Regions from separate parts of the Columba livia genome. Here region 2 is linked to region 1. The links are chromatin contacts, called in public Hi-C maps. All regions are on one chromosome and are shown on one strand. Each heading gives the region's core, a stretch centred on a gene start, on an enhancer-like site or on the middle of the called end of the contact. The rest is flanking DNA. Distances are from core to core; before and after follow the strand shown. Region 1 overlaps DYNC1I1 (dynein cytoplasmic 1 intermediate chain 1). Region 2 holds the start of DLX5 (distal-less homeobox 5).

Region 1 (7,760 bases), core at 3,608-6,107:
ATCACCTCTGCAAAGGGCTTCATGGTAGCGTCCTGAGCCCCACTTGTGAAATGCAAGAAGATTTTGCTTGCAGAATGATGTAGAAATAATGCTGGAGAGCAATCAGAAAGCAGATACCATCCTCCCCCCGCTTTAAGAAGTCATTCAAATGCAAATCAACCACTGGACTCATCTGCCATTGTGCAAGGCCTGGGTCCTGTCCAAGGCAGCACTGCCCAGAAAAGCTCTGACTCCTCGTTCCAAGTCTGGTACTGCTCAGTGGGCCTGAGCCAGTCGCCAGTCTCCTAAACCTGACATGGGTCATCAATCCATGATAAAAATCACAGGAGAAAACAAGCAAATTTCACTCCTGCAATCACCGATTCCTTTAAAAAAAAAAAAATAAAAAGCTACTTTAATTCCAGCCAAAATATATTTCATAACATTTGGAAACGGGTTTCTTCAAACAACAACTAAATGCCACATTTTAGAGCACTAATCCACTAGCCAGCTATGTTTCTCAGAAAACTGCAGATCAAAGATATTTGTTTCATACACAAATACACACGGCGTGTATTTAAGGCACTGAATTTTCACAAAATCTTTTAGAAGGCTGAAATACATAACTCTAGAACTGGATTTTTTTGTTAATACAGCATTCTTCCAGTGTTCCACATAAAAATAAGCAGCACACATGCTGCAGACACAAGACACAACCCATGCTTTTTTTCAAAACCCAATGGTTTTGTAAAATCCTGTTATTATTCCACAAAACTACCTAACAAAAAAAAAAAGCGATAATGAAACAGTCTTTAAAAATCTAAATAAAAAGTCTTTTCTCCAGTGACACAGAAATATAGTCAAACTATAGTACCTTAAAATAGATTTGTCTGCTCTCAATAGTGATAGGTTAAATTACACATGCTTATTTTAGATCTCAAAGATAAGACTTTAGTTTATAATGGTAGAATTATGTTTTTAAAATCATGTTTGAAACACTTTATAAATTCTCTGAAGTTGGTGCTTGTCAGATTTTTAGCAATTTTCAAATGAGATTTTAACAGGTAACCAATTAAGAAAGATGCAGTCAGAAAAACCTGCATGATAAGAATATACCTTTTGTTTTTTTTTTACTTTTCTTGCTGCTTATGTAGTGTCAAAACCTGCCTGCAAATACATCTGTTATCTATTTCTAGAAATAGGCACCATATTCACGCTCTCAAAGCTTAGGTGCTTTGGTGCAGAAAACACCAAACAAACACATGAATTGGATACAACACAGCAGAAATAAGCAATTTGGTAAGTCAGTTTAATATCAGTTCATAGGTAAATAAGACTCGTCAATAACCTGGAGACACTCACTCTTGATCAAAAAAGAAATGTTACAGACTCAAAAATAAGAAATCAGCATTTGATCTGCAAACCTCACTATACTGATCCATAAAAATGATATTCAGTTTGCAAAAGAATGAAGGAGTGGGGAAGGATTTTTTTTAAGTGTTTTATATTCATTTATTAAAGATAAAATAAAACAGGATGACTTTCACTGCTGTTACGAAAAGAATTTCTGGTATCCACAGACCAACATGAAGCACACCGATACCCTTGTTACTTTACAGTGAGATTTTGAGAATAATTAGATTGATTAAATCCACAGTACAGTCATCTGATTTTAGTTGTTTTGATTAGAAAGCATCTAACTCTTGGGAGAAATGTTTTTAATAAATATGGGGAGTAACACAGAGTTTAAAATGTGAAGGTAGCATATTGTAACTAAAACCAGGTATTTTCTTCATTGGTTTACAAAATAATACCTAAATAATAATATGGCTTATTTCCCAAATTAAACAAAACCCGGTCTCATTAATAACAATCAGACCTAGTTTTTATGCAAAGCTATTTATCAATAGCTAGCAGTTAAACACATTCATATAACTGTCATTTTCTACTGTCTTCACAAATACTCTGACATCATATATCTGACATCTAAAATTAATAATGATCTAAAACATAGGTCTCTCAAGATTTCTTATTACAAAGGCAAAAGTGCTGACAAGGACTTTTTCTTAGCAAATACCAGTGCAGACTTAAACGGCACAATCAATTACAGAAAGCTTGAAAATTATGAACTAATTATGACCTACCAGATAGAGGGTAAAAGCAAACAACGATCACTTTCAGTTATGATGTTTAAAAGAACTGCTTACAGTTCTCTTTCAGTGGTACTTTTGCTGCTTCTCCCACATAACAAAACCTCACGTCTATTCAGATTCTGCCAGTTTATCATTTACAGAGATTTTTTAATTTGTTTCATCAGTGCTCAGTAAGGAAACCAAATGGTATTTCTGCCTCCAGAGACCCAAAATCAATTCTTATAAAAATACAAAGCTTGGATACCATGGAAATAATTCCAGCCCGATCCTTACACGAGAGCTGATTTTGACCTCTCAGAGTGGAAATCATTTCTGAAATCAGGGGTGGCCCTGCATGCAGAATAAAAGCAGGATCAAGCTTGAAATTATTCTTTTTTTTCTGATGTTCCTACGTATTTATATGTAAACATGCTGAAATACATCAGCAGTTTTCCACATACAGCCTTATTATTGATGGGAATGGGATCAAGCGGTCCATAGTAACTTTTTGGAAAGAAATTGTGGTCTCATTGAATTAAATGGCAAGACATCAGTAGATTTCAAGCAGCGCAGAATTTCAGTCCTGGTATTTGGGGGGAAAGGGTTATTTTTTTTTTCTTCTTAAAATGCTGGTTTTATGCTCTGTGTTTAAGCCTGCATTAATGAGAACACCTGAAGGATATGTCCCTCCCTTCCCAAAATAAATTCTGAGGAGACTCCTCCTGTATATCCTCCAGCTGTATGTGCTCTAATTAAAAAGGCTGTGCAGCTTCCTGCTCAGAGCACTTCAAAAGGCCTCTCTGCTCCCCTTGACAATGCAGCGCCCGGTGCTGGTTCCTCTTACCTGTCTCTGCTTATTTATGGCACACACCACTCACTGGAAGCCATAAAAGGCGCCCGTATTTTACTCTGTGTGAAATGTACAGCATGTTTACATGAAGGGCATATTAATGATCAAACTGATCTTAAAAAAAAAAGATAAATAATTCAAATTGTAAAAAGGTGTATGGCGGGAAATACTGCTACTTGCTCTTTGGTTTTCTCTTTTTTGGAAATACAAAGAAGCTGTCAGCTAATACGTGACTTTTTTTAAGTCTCATTTGTTCTTAATTTTACGTGGCATCAAGTGAAAATACACAAGACTTCGGATGTGGAAAAATATTTTGATTCTTGTGCTGAACACTGATGCTGGACATCTAAGACTGACCTCCAGCAATGTGACGGGTTTTCTCAAAACCATTTTCAAAGCAAATTCAAATTAAAAAATAAATTTTATATATATATATATATGTAAGTCTGCAGCATTTTCAAAAATCTGAAATAATGGGAGGAAAAAGGGGTGTTTGGTACGTCTAGAGAGTGACTTTAAAAAATGCAGTATTTATCATTCTCAGTCTTTGAAAAAAGCTGATTAATCCTTTCTCATCAGCAAAATTCAAAGATGTGACGTCTCCTTCCCAGTGGTCCCTGTTATTTACTTAACAGCAACGGGAAATAAACTTGTTATTTTTCATTTTCATTTACGCCGTTAATTTTCGCTGCAAATTTTAAAAAAGAAAAAAGGTGAGGGTGTGAAATCGCAAATAACGTGAGAGTGATGCCCCGTGCTTAAAAAAGCCTCAAGCGGCGTTGCCAGCGGCTCAGAAAGGCGGGAGGTGAGGGAAGGGACCCGGGCACGTTGGGTTTCTGACACGCAGGAGGTACCGGGACGGGGCTTGCAAGTTATAATCTCCAGAGATTTCGGAGCAGAGGGTAAATAGGGAGGGAAACGAAGCCTCTGACTAGGCAGCTCGGGAGCGCGGAGGCCAGCGGGCCCAGGCCGCTGGCAGGGCTGCCAAGCTGTGACCGCCCCGGCGAGGGGAGGCAGCGGCAACGCCGCGTTTGAAGCTCCTGGCTCAACGGGGAGGGGGAAAAGGGGGGGCAAAAAAAAACCCCAAACTAGAAAACGGGCGCGGTTTAAAACTGCACCTTGAAATAACAGAGAGGGAAGGGAGACTCCGGCACCGCGGCTATTTGTGTTGGCTTTCTGCCGGGGGTGCCGGAGCCGGCCCTCCCCATGCCCGACAGGTACCCAGAGCAGCAGCAGCGCCGCCGCGGGGGAGGGAGAGAGGGAGGCGGGAGGGAAGGCGGGCGGTAGAGGGGGGCGGTCAGGCGCCCCCGGCAGCGGGACCTGCCCTCCCCGCCGCGCCCCGGGGCGCGGGCGGCAGCCGACGCCGGGCTCCCCGCGCCCTGAGGGAAGCCCGGCGCCCCCGCAGACCCCCGGCGGGGGGGGTAGCGAGGGGGTGCTCGGCAGCGCCACCGGCCCTCAGAGGGTTAAGGTCTCGCCCGGCGCCCGCCCGCGCCTTCCCAGCACCGGCCGCCGTCGGGCCGCCGCGCCGCCTCACCTCGGTGTCGTTATTCAGGTTCCACAGATCCAGGCGCCCCATCCCGTCCACGCAGGCGAAGAGCGCGGGATGCACTGGCGACCACATGACATCGTAGACATAGTCGGCATTGTCTTCAAAGGAGTAGAGCGGCTTGTTGTGCTGTAAAGCAGAGAGAAGCATGAAGACTTCGTGGCGCTAGTGCTGCCTGGGGCTGTCTGGCGAGTCTAATTAAAAACTTTGCACATTTACAAAGTGTCATAAAACTTCCCCAGATGAAAGGTCCTCGCGAAGGGTGGGACTGCGCTTTAATGGGGCAACAACTGTCCGGTGGGATAAATGAGATGCCCGGCGTGAGGGGTGTGGGACGCGCGGGTGACGGGGCGGGGGGAGCGCCCGCGGCCTCTCCCGCTCCCGACCGGCACCCCGTCGCGGGGGCGGGGGGTGCAGGCAGGCAGGCAGGCAGGCAGGCAGGCAGGCAGGCAGGCAGGCAGGCAGGCAGGCAGGCACCGCCGCGCCCGCCCGAGCCAACCGCGCTTGCGGTCGCACCCGATAACGATCGTGAGATCGGCGGGGACCGCGCGGCGGCCTCCGCGGCCCCTCCGCGCACCGCGGGCGGCGCCTGCCACCTAGCGGCGGGCGGGACCACCGCCCGCACCGGACCCCCCGGCCCGGCCCCGCGTCTCGCCGCAGGGCCCGGCTTCCCTTCGCCGGGCCTCGCTCCGGGCGGCCCCGCCGTGCTGCCGGGGCGCCGGGCCCACCGCCGCGGCCGGGAGCGAGGGCTGCCCGCTCCAGCAGGCGGGAAGTCGGAGGGAAGTTAGGAAGTACCGCAGGAACAGAAGTGTAATTGTCTATCATGAATTATTCATCGCCTCTGGCTTGACTAATTTTTGCATAATGGCTTCGCTAATCCCCGATCAATTAATGGAAAATGAAATTTGAATGATAATGAAAACTCCAGAGATGAAAGAAATTAAGTAGTCTCATGGCTTGTGACACAAACCTAAACAATGGGGCTTCTCCGAGGGTCTTCCCCCCGCCCTTCGCCGCCAGCTGCCTCCCGGCAAGCGGGCCGGGAGAGCCGGCCGAGCACCCGCAGCACCAGCCGGCCCCTCCGGGGACTCCTGCGAGAAACACAGCGCCACACGGGGTGCCCTTCTGAGCGTCCGAGTCCTACCTATGGGATATCTCGCTCAGGTGCCTCTAGACTGCACCCCTGCCCAGGGAGGTTGTGGCGTCTCCTTCTCTGGAGACGTTCAAAACCCACCTGGACACATTTCTGTGTAACCCCATCTAGGTGTTCCTGCTCCAGTAGGGGGACTGGACTGGATGATCTTTCGAGGTCCCTTCCAATCCTTAACATTTTGTGATTTTACAAAGGAACCGCTGCCGGGAACGCCTGCAGTGCGTTGCGTCGCCGTGTATTATTAAAAAAAAAAAAGGGCGGAGCGATTGATTGCAATTATTATATCGCTTTTCGTTTGTATATTATTAATTTCAAGCATAAAAGCGATCTGTTTAATACCACCAGTTTTGTTCTCGGTCCTCCCGCACTACGTGGTGCTTCGTTGGGTGTCGGGGGTGCAGTGCGGCAGCTCCGCACGTGGAGGGGGGTGTGAGTGCACGTGGAGGGGGCTGTGTGCAGGCCCATCTCTGTACTGCTGTGCTGGCGAGTACACGCGTGTCCTGTTCTTATTGCAGTACTGTGTTGTAAATAATTTAAGAAATATTTCTGTTCAGGTAGTACAAAAAAATCCCATAAAAAGTATCTTGAGATTTAATCCTTTGAAAACATACTGAAGATACAAAGGGATCAGGTTCTATAGGCCAGTTTTTGAATTCATAAAAGACATTTTGAATGATTACAGGACCAGGTCACAGATTTTCACAACTGGCCTAATGTTTTTTGCGCATTTCCTAAGAATAGCAAACATTTTGGTTTGTGTGACAATAAAATGAAATTAGAGCTTGGGTTTGTTACCTCAAATTTACGTAACATTATTATTTCTTTTCCAAAGCTGGAGTTTTGCAAAAGAAAAGGAAAAAAAATTACAATAATGTTTTCTTACCTAAACAAGGTCTTGTTCTCCAAATATATGTATCTGCTTAGTATATTATAAGTACCAGTGGAGTTATTTACACGTGTTAGTGGCCTGGCTTACATGCCTGTGCTAAAGCATTTGCAGGGTTGAGAGCCAAAGGAAGACTAAGCTTTTGAAGCGGCAGAGGTATTTCGTAGGAAATTTCAAAGTGAATCTTTTCAGCTGTGAGCTGGGAAATAGTATTTGGACTGGGCCATATGGATCCACAATGTCTACCTGTTGTACTGTGTATTTTCACCGAAAACATCTAATTTAGGTTCAAACACTTAAACTGTCTAAATGCTGGAAAAATGGGCATTGAACACAATATTATAGCAAAGGGAAAGGAAATCAGGTCCACGGCTAGGTGGCTGCGATTTTCCTTATTCATGGGAAATCCGCTGCTCGTGTAGCACTTTAACATGTAATGTCATGGCAGAAGTAACAGAATTCGGAGGACTATTAAAATATTAATCAACCCAGGGCAGATTTCAATCAGCATTTGTTTTTTGTCAACATATCAAAACTTGTTTTGACCTTATCTTGAGTGCGACACCTTTTTTATGCTCTTTTTAGTTTATTTTCCAATTCATGCCTAAATACCAGGGTGCTAGAAGGAAAGGTCAGGAGATTTGGTTCTAGGCTATGTCTTGGGGTTCACATGCTATATAGTCCATGGCAAATAGTTTTAGCTGGTGTGCTTCAGTTTCCCTGTTAGCAAAACAAAAACATTTTTGGAGTGCTAGTGTTTGAGGTGAACAGCATAGCAGATATGCAGTCTGTGTTGCCTTTACCGTGACAGTGGCAATATTCAGTCCGATAGGAAGTTAGAGGGAAAATCTGAACAACAGGAACAATATGGCTTTTGAGAAAGATCTCAGACATGCAAGGAGTGAGATGTGAATGGAGATGAACAGGGAGTGGAGCGCTGTAATGAAATAAGAAATGGCAGCCATGTGAGCAGCCCAAGCAAAAGGCAAGATCAGCTGCAGTGTGTTTGGAGAAACATGGAGAAAGACCGAGGGTATGGAACTGCCAGGCAGCAGTGGTGGAGCTGAGCTACAGCCCCCATAGTGCACCCTGCACATCTGCCCTCTCAGCTCAAATAGCTTTCGATGGGGAAAAATAAAGTATTTCCCATACTATGTCTTGTTGGTTTGCACCCTTTAACTACAGAAGAACCTCCCAACTGCGTTGGGCCAGGC
Region 2 (7,165 bases), core at 1,727-4,226, 390 kb before region 1:
GCCTTGTTTCCACTGTGGAGGGCTGTTTGGGTTTTGGGTTTTTTTTAAGAAAAAAATCCTTTCATTCTTTGCCAGCAATTTCCATGGAAATATGAGTTTCCAGCAAAAACTCGGTGCCCAAAAGAGAATATTTTATCCAGAAAGTGAAAGATTTTCTCTGAACAATTGCAAGTTTTCATCCAAAAGTCTGAGAGGCTTCATCCGAAATGTTTTGCGCGTTGGCTAGAAACAAAGCCCTGCCGAGACAGAGAGGACGGAGAACCCTCTGCAAACCTTCCCGGTCTCCGTCCAGGCCCAGCGCGGAGGGCTCGGCCCGCGGGGGTGCTCCCGAGCCGGGCCCGGGGCAGGGCGGAGCGGCCGGCGGGCACTGGCCGGGACACAGCGCCCCGTCCCGCCGAGGGGCTCGTTTTGGGGCCCCAGCGCTGCCTCCGCGGCAGCTCCCCGGCGCGGGCGGGCCACGGAAACAATCGCCGCTTTGTCCGGCCGCGGCCGCCGGCCCGGCGGCTCCCGCGCCCCGGTCCCCGTGCCCTGCGGGGACAGCGCTGGCTGGGCCGCCCGGCTCCGCGGCCGCCGCCGCCGCTCAGTCTGGCCCCGGCGGGGGCGGCGGGGCGGGGGGGGCGGCGCGCAGGTAGCGCGGCGGCGCTGCGCCCCGCGCGGCCACGCCGTGGCGCTCTTGTCACGGGCACGGACGCCGAGCGCTCCGACGTGTCCGCGGCCGCGGCGGCCGCGGCGCCCGCGCACCCGGTGTCCCGGGACCGGCTGCAACCCCGGGCCCCCCTCCGCGGATGAGCGGGGCTTGGGCCCGAAAGGGCCGCGGCTGGACGCGGGGGCCCTGGGCAGGCGCTGAGCCGGCGCGGCGGGCATGTGCCGGTAAACAATGACCATATTGTGAAATAGAAAACAGACTCCGGCTCCCTCTGAAACGCTCGCTCCCCACCGGATGTGTTAAATAAAAACCGCTGGGGGAAAAAAACAGCAGAAAGTCAAGAAAATCGGGTTCGGGCTGGGAAGGACGGGGGGCAGGAAACCCGCAAACAGGGGGATTTGTATGCCCTCAGCTCGGTAATCCTCTCACGGACTACAATGGCTGCAGATGCCTTCAAAAAAATCAGCTTGGGGGTTTTGTGGTTGTATCTGGTGGATTTCTGACTATTTTTTTCTTGTAAGATCGAAACTTTTTTTTCTTTTCCCTGCTTTGCTTCTGAATAAAACAAGAGCAAGCTTTCTCTCCTGCAGGAAACCGACCCAAATTTCCCCGGTGAGCTGCAAAAACAGCTTGTCAGGATGGCTTGGCCGGGACCCGCCGCGTCTCCGGCCGCTGCCGGGGCTGGGTGCGATACCAGCGCCCAGGTCTTCTCCTGTTTTCTCCCTTCAAACGGCACCTTCTTGCCCGGACGTGTTGAAGTGCAGTGCCATGGAATTTATGACATAAATGGGCTTCCCCCCGACACGCTCCCCCTGTCCCTTCCAACTGGATGCAAATTGGGAGCTTTAATAAACTTATTATTAATAAACTTATTTCCCCCACCCCAGTCGTAAACATATATCCCTCTCCGGTTCCTCTCTTTGGAAAAAAATAAAGAGGGGGAGAGATATTTCCAATGAATTTAAGTAAGTGATTCATATAATGAAATGCTTAGGGATTTGTTTAATGCGATTTTATATGAGCTGTGGACATTTCCAAAGCAAACAATAAGTTCAAGTACAACATGCATGGTTGTGTTACAAGTGTTACCCAGCTGGCTAGGAGATCTTCGGTGAGCAAACAAGCTAAATCTGGAGAGTAAACAACTTCAGAAAAATCTACAACTCCAGGTCACTGAAAACAGCCTTTTATTTGTTTTCCTTAGTGTCTAGTTAAATCTGATCCATTTTTTTGCAACCCTGCTGTAAAATCACCAGGGACGGGCATCACCAGTCCGTGGCTCGCCCCGGCCCGGCCGTAGAGCCCATCGCCTGGAACCTGGGTGCGCAGACGGGCGCGGAAAAACGGGTGCTGGAGGAGGAGGGTGAGGTTGGTCGGGGTGCTGCGGGGGGACGGGACATCCCTGCACAGCGCCAGCCGCTTCTGGGGGCCTGTTACTAGGGAAGTGGGCTCTCTGCGACGGCCTCCGAGTGGTCCTGCCCACGCGTGAGGGTGATTTGAGCTCCCCTCGTGACGGGCATCTGACCCTGGGCTGGAGCCGGACCAGACGCTGAGCATCACCGCGGGGCGATGAGGAGCGGCCACGCGTGGGGCCGAGCGGCCACAGGCGCATCTGGAGGGGCGCTGGCACTGCCCGGGGGGCCGGGAGATCTCCGCCCACGGGCATCGTGCCACAGCCAGGTCGCCTTTCGCGAAACACACGGAGTGGGTGCCCCTATGCCGTATGGTGCCACCAGCGTCCCCAGCAGCTTCCCCACATCCCCATGACAGGGCGTCCTGGCGGGACGCTCCTGCCTGTCTCCGGGCCGTGTTAGGGTCTTCGACGCAGGAAATGATGTAACTAAAATTCAGGATTTTTAGGGGGTAATGTGATTTGCTTTATTTAACGCGGAGGTCATGGACGGCATCCTCCCGGAGAGGGAGGACAATCCGAGTGAAACCACCATGGTTAGACGCTAATGGTTATCGCCACCAGATCAGAAATCGAGTTGGGAACCAGGAGCGCCCTGTGCGTTGTTCCCAAGCCATCAGCGTAGCCAAGAGGGATCGGACGCCAAATCCGAGCGGCGTGGCTACGGCCATTTCCCGGGGCTCTGCGGGCCGGAGGTGCGGGGGCACGGGGCTGCGCGCCCCCGGGGCTGCGGGGTTGGCCGAGCCCCTCGCCGGCTGCGGGGGGAGGAGGGAGGAGGGGAGCCGGAAACCTTCCCATCGCGACGCTCCGGCTCGGAGATTGCTGTTGGTATTCACTTTAAAGGAGCTTGAATGGGACTTTTTTTTTTTTCTTTTTCTTTTTTTTTTCTTTTTTTTTTTTTTTCTTTTTTAAGCCAAAGCTTTGTTGTGCTAAACTAGTTGGACGAGTTAGGGTGTCGCTGCTCCCGATTGCTCTGGCCAATGGAACCCGATCCACCCTGCTGTGCGTAAGAGCGCAATTAAGGATTTAACCAAGCCTATGCTGCACCCCAGCCAGCAGTCTGCCGGAGACAGACAGAGCGCCGCAGCCTCCTCCCCCAGACATGTCTGCTTAGACCCGAGCAACCCCAGCAGCCAGCCCCAGCCAGTCGCCGGCTCCGAGCTATGACAGGAGTATTTGACAGAAGGGTCTCCAACATCAGATCCGGCGACTTCCAGGGTCCTTTCCAGACGGCCGCAGCCATGCACCACCCGTCCCAGGAATCTCCCACTTTACCCGAGTCCTCGGCTACGGATTCCGACTACTACAGCCCGGCGGGGGGAGCCCCGCACGGCTACTGCTCGCCTACCTCGGCTTCCTACGGCAAAGCGCTCAACCCTTACCAGTATCAGTACCATGGCATGAACGGATCTGCTGGGAACTATCCTGCCAAAGCCTATGCAGATTACAGCTACGCCAGCCCTTACCACCAGTACAGCGGGGCATACAACCGCGTACAGAGCTCCGCCAGCCAGCCAGGTGAGAGCCGGGGGCTGGGGACGTGCGGGGGGCTTCTGCGGCGGTGGGCAAGCTGGGAGAGCGTGGCCCGCCAAATCGCCCTTCCCTGCCCTGTGCACCGCGGGGATGGAGCTTTCCCTAAACCACAGGGAGAAATATATTTAAAAAGAAAAAAAAAAAAAGGAAAAAAAGCAAACAATCCAACAATTTTTAAAAGGGAAGATTAAAAAAAAAAAATAAAATAAAAGCTGGGTCCAGGTTTTCTGACCAGCCTGCACAGTGTTAAACTCAAATCCTAGGGCTAGTGCTTTAGAGAAGCAAACATCGCTCAAGTGCTTCGCTCCTTCCCTCCGCAAGAACAGGGGGAAAATAGCCGAGGCTTCTTGCGTGTCTCAAACTCGGGTTCGCGGTGGCAAAGAAAGTTTCCTTCCCCTGTGCTGGAGGGGCGGGGGAGGAGACAGGGAGGGGGAGCCCAGCCGTGGCGGGGCTGCGAAGCCGGGAGGGTTTTTTACCAGAAAACTCCGCGTTTTTAGCGCTTTCCATTTACTTCTAAGTGGCGGGGGGGGGGAGGGAGTGGAAGGGACAGAGACAGGGAAAAAATAAAGTAAGCCCGTAGCCAACCCAAGTGGCTGGGGCTTGGCTGGGACGAGCGCGGCCGCGGTGGCCCATGGAGACACGCCGGCGGCAGCGAGGGGAAGGCGCGGGCATGCGGGGGAAGCGGTCGGTGCCCTGGGTAGGGCTCCGCTCCGGGCCGGCCTCTTCCCAGCAGGGCCCCAATAATCCTCCTAATTCCCGCGGCGGGCGCGCATGCCCCGCGCTCCCGCCCGCGCAGCGCTGCGCGCCCGGCGCCGCCGCCCTTCGCGGAGGATGCCCGGGCGGTCGCGGGGGGTGGAGGAGGGTCGGAGGCGGCCAAGTGCCGGAGCTGAGGGAGCGGGGCCTCGCTGCGGGAGCTGGCGGAGGGTGCGCGGGGCCCGGAGGCGGGAGCCCCGGGGGGAGCCGCGGGGGCCCGTCGGGCCGGCGCCGCTGCCCTGCCCGGCCCGCGGGCGGGACGCCGCCGCCGGCGGTGCAGGCTGAGCAGAGCGGAGCCGTGTCCCGCGCCTTAACGTCTGCGTCTGTGTCTCTCTCCCGCCCTTGCACCCATGCAGAGAAGGAGGTGGCGGAGCCCGAGGTGAGGATGGTGAACGGCAAACCAAAGAAAGTGCGCAAACCCCGGACTATTTATTCCAGCTTTCAGCTGGCGGCGTTGCAGAGGAGGTTTCAGAAGACCCAGTACCTCGCCCTGCCCGAGCGGGCCGAGCTGGCGGCCTCTCTGGGGCTCACACAGACACAGGTACCGCTTTGGGCTTGGTTTGGCTCTGCTGGGGCTGGCCCGGCCTGGCTCAGTTCGGCCTGGCCCAGCACGGCCCGGCGGGACACAGAGATCGGGTGGCCGCGGCGGGAAGGGCCGGATCGGGCCCCGCGGAGGGGCCGGGAGGGCGACGGGGAACGGGTCTTGCAGCCGCGGAGCGCCGGCTTGCCGGGCGGGCATTAATGGTTTCGGTTTCCCTCCCCCCTCCCTCTTTCTTCCCCTCTCCTCTCCTCCCAGGTGAAAATTTGGTTTCAGAATAAAAGATCCAAGATCAAGAAGATCATGAAGAATGGGGAGATGCCTCCGGAGCACAGCCCCAGCTCCAGCGACCCCATGGCCTGCAACTCTCCACAGTCGCCTGCAGTTTGGGAACCTCAGGGGTCGTCCCGTTCCCTCAGCCACCATACCCACGCACACGCTCACCCTCCAAACTCCAACCCGTCCCCTGCATCCAGCTACTTGGAGAGCTCCGCTTCCTGGTACCCCGCTGCCAACTCCATCAACTCCCACCTCCAACCCCACGGCTCCCTACAGCACCCGTTAGCGCTGGCCTCTGGGACAATTTATTAGAGTCTGACCCCCCCTTTTTTTTTTTTTTTGTTCCTTGGACTCCTGTGTTTTACTGTTAAGGAATAATAACAAAAGGAATGCATATGGGGAATTTTTTAAAGGGAAAAGAAACAAACAAAAAGATTAAAATGTGTAAAGCTTGTGCATGTAACTTATTGCATTTCAAAGGAAACCCTTTTTTATAAAATACGGACATTTTTTGGCTCAGCTGTGGACACTATCAATGGTGCCTTGAAATCTATGACCTCAACTTTTCCAGAGACTTTTTTTCAATGTTATTTTAACCCTGTAAATAATTGTAGATAGAGGAATTAAACTGTATATTCTGAATAAAATAAAATTATTTCGACCACGAGAAACGTTTCCAAATTACCCCTTCTGCTATTAATAAGGGAGGGGGGGGAATAATGCAAAATTGCTTGCAGAGAGTGAGTGAGGAAAGAGGAATTTTGAGGGGCCCGATCCTGGGCACCTACATTCGGTCTCTGCGCCGTTCCCTGCCACCGCAGCCCGGGCGTGTTGACAGGATCTGACCACATTAAGTTCCCACGGGCAAGCCAAAGGGCAGCGATGCTCTCTCCTCGCTGGAAAAGGGCCTTTTGCAAGATCGCGTACACCTTATCGCACAGTGATTTAAGCTGAAGCGAAAGCTGCCCATCCTAACGCTAGAAAGCAAATCTCTCGCCTTAAGCCGCCCTGAATCCTTTCCTGAGAGCAATTAGCGTCGAGAGCTGCACACTCCACAGCCCATCAGTCGCCCGTGTGCACTCGGCTAATTATACAAATTACGTTTCCGTCAAAGGGAGCCACTAAATATAAGAAAAGGATAAAATGAGGGGCCCGCTCCCCTTGCTCCTGGTAAAAGCCTGCGGCGGCTCCGGCTGAAGGAGGGACCTCGCGGAGGTACTTTAATTTTTTGTTTCTCTCTCTCTACACGATTCAGGTAAAAAGCCGGGCGGCGGATCTGTCACTTGCTCTGTCCGGTGCACCGGGGAGGGGATGGGGACACGGCTTCAGCGAGGCGGCCGGAGGGCTGCCCACGGCCACGCACCGAGCGTGGGTCCCTCTCCCAGCAGAAAACCCGGGTTTTCCCCGGCAGCAACGGGCCCGTGGGGACCCCATGACTACACACGTTTCCGCGGACTTCCCCCCTCTCCCTGGCCGCCAGGGGAGGAGCAGGGAGCCGCACTGGGAATCCACGGCCGTGCGGGGTAAGGCGGCAGCAGTACGAGTGACAAAGGCATCGTTTGAAGGATCCCCGAGATAAAAAATTACCCCCTGTCACCCGAGGATGGCGGGGAGAGCGCTGGCAGGGCTGGGAGGCGAGGCCTGAGAAGAGACGCTCCTGCCCTGGGGTGCACTTACCTGTCTAGTCTTCCTCCCTGTTGCCCTCCCACTCCTTTCTTCTCCCCCTGCTCCTGCCTGCCATGTTTTGTGCGTGTGCGTGAGTGTGCGTCTTCTTCTCCGCAAAGAAAGAAGCACGGGGTTGCTGTTTTGTAACAGGTTTGGGGGTTGGTAAAGGGCTTGCAGTACAATAGAACAGTTTGTTCGGTAAAGCTGCTCCCTGCACGCCGGGGAGGGTGCGTGGGTGCCGGAGACAGGGTGGCCGGGGCCCCCACTGGCTGCCTACCCCTGCCCGCTGCCCGGCGGCCGCTGCCGACTAACGGGCTGCCCTGCAGCCGTTGCCCGGCCG

The links. Hi-C and Micro-C count contacts between places; a contact is called where the count stands out from the background.
Region 2: a Hi-C map of liver shows a contact between it and region 1, with 3 times the contacts expected there. The contact joins the promoter of DLX5 here to the enhancer-like site in region 1. A contact is called at or near these places in 2 of 2 Hi-C or Micro-C datasets (crop and liver).

What each region holds. Positions count from the first base shown.
Region 1 is chr2:27,149,593-27,157,352 of bColLiv1.pat.W.v2, reverse strand. It overlaps DYNC1I1 (dynein cytoplasmic 1 intermediate chain 1), which reads right to left. Exons shown (of 16, transcript XM_065051126.1): 14 at 4,496-4,636. Among named protein-coding and RNA genes, the nearest start is that of SLC25A13, 130 kb to the left of the region's middle. Within about 2 kb of position 4,857, at least 3 of the 3 cell types and tissues checked have an H3K27ac peak away from gene starts, as active enhancers do.
Region 2 is chr2:27,536,572-27,543,736 of bColLiv1.pat.W.v2, reverse strand. DLX5 (distal-less homeobox 5) reads left to right here and starts at 2,976. Exons shown (of 3, transcript XM_005504917.3): 1 at 2,976-3,575; 2 at 4,700-4,884; 3 at 5,140-5,831. The coding sequence starts at 3,221. The coding sequence ends at 5,472. It overlaps LOC135578442 (a long non-coding RNA gene), which reads right to left. Exons shown (of 3, transcript XR_010470027.1): 1 at 6,838-7,165.